Regions from separate parts of the Rattus norvegicus genome. Here region 1 is linked to region 2. The links are chromatin contacts, called in public Hi-C maps. All regions are on one chromosome and are shown on one strand. Each heading gives the region's core, a stretch centred on a gene start, on an enhancer-like site or on the middle of the called end of the contact. The rest is flanking DNA. Distances are from core to core; before and after follow the strand shown. Region 1 overlaps Ptpn12 (protein tyrosine phosphatase, non-receptor type 12). Region 2 has its middle 39 kb from the start of Gsap.

Evidence for each region. Hi-C and Micro-C count contacts between places; a contact is called where the count stands out from the background.
Region 1: a Hi-C map of liver shows a contact between it and region 2, with 2.9 times the contacts expected there. The contact joins two enhancer-like sites. A contact is called at or near these places in 2 of 12 Hi-C or Micro-C datasets (both in liver).

The regions. Positions count from the first base shown.
Region 1 is chr4:14,975,860-14,978,559 of GRCr8, reverse strand. It overlaps Ptpn12 (protein tyrosine phosphatase, non-receptor type 12), which reads right to left. Exons shown (of 18, transcript NM_057115.2): 16 at 2,057-2,087. Among named protein-coding and RNA genes, the nearest start is that of Rsbn1l, 54 kb to the left of the region's middle. Within about 2 kb of position 1,354, at least 9 of the 93 cell types and tissues checked have an H3K27ac peak or open chromatin away from gene starts, as enhancers often do. A contact at or near this core is called in liver, where this site is marked.
Region 2 is chr4:14,837,618-14,840,317 of GRCr8, reverse strand. No RefSeq gene overlaps it. Among named protein-coding and RNA genes, the nearest start is that of Gsap, 39 kb to the right of the region's middle. Within about 2 kb of position 1,362, at least 24 of the 93 cell types and tissues checked have an H3K27ac peak or open chromatin away from gene starts, as enhancers often do. A contact at or near this core is called in liver, where this site is marked.

The DNA of each region.
Region 1 (2,700 bases), core at 105-2,604, 140 kb before region 2:
TGTGTGTGTGTGTGTGTTCTGGTGGTGGTGTTTCTAAGACTCCATAGCAACTGTGTGTGTGTGTGTGTGTGTGTGTGTGTGTGTGTGTGTGTGTGTGTGTGTGTGTGTGTTCTGGTGGTGGTGTTTTGAGACAGTCTTGTTACATATCTTCAGCTCTCCTGTGTTGAAGTCAGAAGCATGAACCACAGCCGAGCTCCAATCAGGCAGTCTACACATGTGTGTTGGGGAGGTTCTGTGTACTTACCTCATTTCATCAATCCCGAACATGGCATGCTGTATTTTCTAAAGTAGTTATAGTCAAACAGGTTTCTAATTACTGGACAATTTACTACTCCCCATGCCAATATGAATTCTTTTTAAGTCTTCTTGTTTAAATTGTAGTTAATTTACTAATTTAAAGATCAATGAAAAGATTACTTTAAAAAAAATTAAGATTAATTCTTATACAATTTCTTCCTTCCCTCTTTTCTCCCTCCTTCCTTCCTTCAAGAGGGAACTTGGTAAGTAAACCAGGCTGGCGGCCTCAGACTCAGAGATCCGTGTGCCTTGTGCCTCCAGGGGTTTCAGGTTGCAGACAAGCAGCACACCCACACCCAGCCTCCTTCGTTGTTTCTGTTGAGAAACCTTTCTGGAAACCCAGGATAAGTCTACAGGTGTTCCCTGTGCTCATGATTCTGCCTTGTTATTCTTTGCCCACCCCACCCCCGACCCACTCTTGTTCTCTTTCCACTCTGCTAATCCAGAGTCTTGCTATGTAGCCCAGGCTGGCTTCTAACGCCCAACCCCCTGCCTGCTTCTAAGTGCTAGAATTTCAAGCATCAGCATCAGGCCCTACTTGGTTTCCTTTGAAACCATGTACATTTATTTCTTATGGGAATGCAGGTGCCACAGCATGTGTGGAGGCCACCATGTGGATCCTAGCAGTTCAACGCAGGCTGCCAGGCTTGGCAGCTAGCACCCTCACCCTGGGAGCCATCTCATTGACCTAAAACAATTTCCTAAAACAAACAAACAGGTTCAGCTCAAAGGTACACAAAGTCCTGCCAAGACCAGGGCAGGCCCTGGGGACAGAGTTTTCTAGCTGCTGGCCTAGTAAGAGACATGCATAAATCATCTTAGTGGTGGTGAGGAGTTCCTCAGGGCCACCTTCTAAGGAGGAAGACGGGGCAGATTTAAAGTCTCAAGCTTAGGTGAAGGTCATCCAGGAATAAGACTCAGCCTTAGAGGTCAAGGTTTAGTAAGGCAGAGGGCACAGGAGACGGTGCCAAATGGAACACAGGAAGAGCAGGGAGCACCAAGAGCCCAACTGTAGACATTGCCAAGGAGGCAAAGTCCTGGGGACTAGCAGTGTCACAGTGGCAGCAGTGCCGATGATAACTTCATCTACTTTACTCATGATGGTGAGATCCTTCAGTCACTCCTCCCCTCCTGCTGCCCCTTCCAAATTCTGGGACTGCAAGTGTGCACCATCATGCCTGGTTTCTGAAGGGCTGGGAAATTAGGACTTTATGCACGCTAGGCCCTCACTGAGCTATCCTAAGTCAAATATAAAACTTCTAACTCGTAGTATTAACTATTGACTTATTTTCCAATAAACATGAGCACCCCCAGCAGTTATGGAGACATTTCCATTTGTTGGTCAATATGGAGCATATACTCAAACGGGAATGAACTTCTAAGTACCTGTTGTTAACTTTGGTGCTAAAAAGTAAACCTAGACTTTAGACCTGTTAACTATGTGCTCAATTAGAGCTATACCATAGCTTCTAGATATTTTAATAAACAATAAAAACACAACAAATATCCAAAAAGCAACACATAAACCCATAACTTCTGATAATAAATGTTCCCGTGACTTTCCGATTCAGATCAATAGTATTTATGGGTGGGTCAGCTTAGAAGAATTATGCCACAGAACTGTGTTTCCTCAAGCAGTTATTGCAGAGATCTTTACATAACATAGAGGAATAACCGAAGAGCACGAAGCAAGATATGTGCTGTTTTAGATAAACTAACCTGAAACACCTCTGGTAAAAAGGAAGAAATAATAACTCACCGTGTTTGTCATTTCCAGAGGTTATCAAGCCCTGCAAGGACATTTTACAGTTATTACAGAAAGCTCATCTTATGTGCAGTAAATAGAAGACAATCTGCTATAGGAATGACCCCAAGAAATTGAGATATAAAAAACCCCCCTCCTTGTTACCTATTTGTTTTTGAAACAGAATCTCACTTAGTCCAGGCTAGTTTCAAACTCACTATGTAGTCAAGGGTGGGCTCAAATTCCTGACCTTTCCTCCTTCACCTCCTTAAGTGCTAGCATTATAGGCACACACTACCAAGCTTGATTTGTATCTTGATTTTCAATATCAAAGAAAAAGAAAACAATGGTGTATTATTATGCTTGAAATTCTGTTTTGCTTTACTTAAAAATTTCCCATTCCTTTGAGGCAGAGTCTCTCACTGATTCTGGGTGCAGGGGCACACCTAGGTCCTCATGCTTGAGTAGCAATTGCTCTTACACACTAAGCCATCTCCACAGCTCTTACTACCTTGATGTATACTGTAAAGGGAAACTTCTGCATTAAAACAAGACAAACACCCCCCACCCAGCTAATGCTGGAGGAGCACAGAACTGTAATCTACTACTGTGGTGTCCCCGAGTCCAAATTACCACTACAGAGTTTTTCTTGAATATAA
Region 2 (2,700 bases), core at 113-2,612:
AGGAAAGGCCTTTGCTAGGTCTTAGAAAATTCAGCTAGTCATAGAAAGAAGTTAAAATATTTCAATCAGTACTGCTAAAATGGGTCGGTGTGTAAACATGGCCAAGGACATGGGTTCAGTTCCCAGACATGATGTAGCATATGTGAGCCCACACAAGCACACATCACACATACATGTGCACACATACATGTGCACACATACATATAGTAATAATAATAAAAAATAAAAAGTCAAATCAGTCATAATGATTAATTCAGACTGACCATTAATATTGTGATGATTTTGTTTTTCTTTCTCTGAGTTTAAATGTCCGTTCAAGTTACAATTATACTTTTAAACCATAAAGGGATTGTTTATATCTCTTTTGCTACTGTTGTCCAGCTTGCAAATTTGCTCCCAGAGTTCTCTGGACTTCTGTACCTTTTTCACTATGCGATGCTATTTTTACATGACCGCTCTTACGAAGGGGGCTGAGGACTTGGGGCAGCTGACCAGATGCATCCTCTCTGGACTTTTGATTCCTGAGCTGTTGACTCAGAACAGCAGGGATGAGGGATGACGCAGAGCCCACTGAGGCCAGGGCGGCAGCCATGGCAGCTGCATCCGGTTTCCAGTTGAGAGAAAGGCAGCTGTTCCGAAGCAGTCTGCAGTGCCCTGCATCTAAGGACGTCACACCATGAGCCAAGGGGGTGAGGGGGGAGTCAGTCTTTGGCAGCTGGGCTGGTGACTTCATGGGAGCAGCCCTGTGGAATGCTTGGGTGTGACTCTTGCCTGGATAATCTTCTTCCCACCTCTGCTTTCTTGAATTAGCTTAAAAGTCAACTTAATTTATTGGCAACAGAAGCGAAGCTGTCAACAATAGTGAACTCTTACAAAGACGCTTTCTGTGTGGCTTGCGCTTGTCCGCATGCTTCCTGTGTATTAGCTTGTCATTTTTTACAACAACCCTATGAGACAGAGACTGGTGTTAGCCCCATTTTATGGATGATGAAACTGAGCTTTGGGAAGACTAGGTTACCCAACCAAGGCTGCACAATTGTCAGCGGTGGCTCTGAAGCTCAAACCCCGCCACTCTGGCCTCATTCTTAGGAGCCTTTATTGGTTCACACACTGATTTATAATCTTTTTTTTTCATGTAACAAAACTTAATGTGCATTTCTGTGTTGTTAAGTGTTCAGTTAAGTTGTCTAGTGTTCAAAGGATGATTCATGGCTTGCTCCACCAGCTCTCTATTGTTAAACATTAAGGAGATCCTGGCGGTTAAACTTTTTATTTTAAGTTTTAGGCTATCGTACAGAGTCATGAATGGTTTCATCACGCCAGTCTCACACATGTGTCACGGTGCTTCATTCTCATCTGTTCCCTTTTATACTGTGTCTTAACATCCATGACTCATTTCCTTGTCCTGAGGGCCAGAGGTGGAATGCTTTGGTCAAAGGGAAATTTAACTGCCTTCTAGAAAGATAGTCCTGATTTCGCTTTCATGCGCAGCAGTATATATGAGCATTCTGTTTCCCTGAGTTATTAACATTAAACATTTAAGTGGTGTGTGTGTGTGTGTGTGTGTGTGTGTGTGTGTGTGTGTGATGAAAAATGGTAGATCTTTCTCTTTTCAATTTTGAAATTTGTTAAAGATTTAAAAATACAATTTTAGGGACTGGGAGATAGCTTAATTGGCAAAGTGACAGAGGCAGGAGTCTGACCCCTAGGACCAATGTCACAAGCCAGTTTTGCTGTAGTGTGGGGTGAGGGGAAGAGGAGGCTCCCTGGAGCTGGCTGCCTGCCTGTCTCACCTAATTGCCAAGTCCCATGTCACAGTGACAGACTCTGCTTCAAAACAGTGAGTGAATGGCTTCTCAAGAGTGTCACCTGAGATTGACTTTTGGCCTCCACAGACAGGCTCGTAAGCATGCACACTTGAACAAACATGTGCATTCTCCCACGAGAACACATGCACACACCAAAAAATTGGCCATTTGTTTAGTCCTGTCACAAATTTCTTCATCATCGATCAGATGATGTTGACACCACTCAAAACTCTTCTTGCCTATTTTTTTTTTTTTTTTTTTTGGTCTGTTTCTGTTTTTTGAACAAGGTTTCTCTGTGTAGCGCTGGGTGTCCTGGAACTCACTCTGTAGACCAGGCTGGCCTTGAACTCACAGAGGTCTGCCTGTCTCTGCCTCCTGAGGGCTGGGGATGAAGACGTGCACCACGACCTCCAGGTTCTTAGTTGGTCTTAGAGTCTAAAGACTCTTAGTGGTAAAGCAGGCATCTGGCTAAACCCCTTCGTGCACTGCTGACAATAAATGTAAGCACATAATCTAGGGAACGCGAGTTACTACTGCTTTGCCTCATTCCGTGAGTGCTGGTCAGATACCAGTGTGGCTGCTGGGTCAGCTCTCAATGACTTGAACAGGCAAAAGCTCCCATTCTGAAAACCGGCAAAGTCGGTAAGGAAGGCACTTGCTCGCTTGTGATCGCTACCATTCTCGAAGTGCGGGCTGGCTTCATCGCTTCATCCTGAGGACAGATCTCCACCACATCACACACCAGCCTGGGAGCAAGGGAAAGAGGAAGCTGCGGGTATGGAAAGGCCAGAGTGGGCATTTGAAGGAGGAGTAAGAAGTCTAACCGAGTGTCCAACATGGTTGAGAATCATTAGATTTAGACAGTCTGTGAGCAATGCAAACTTTCTGGGAA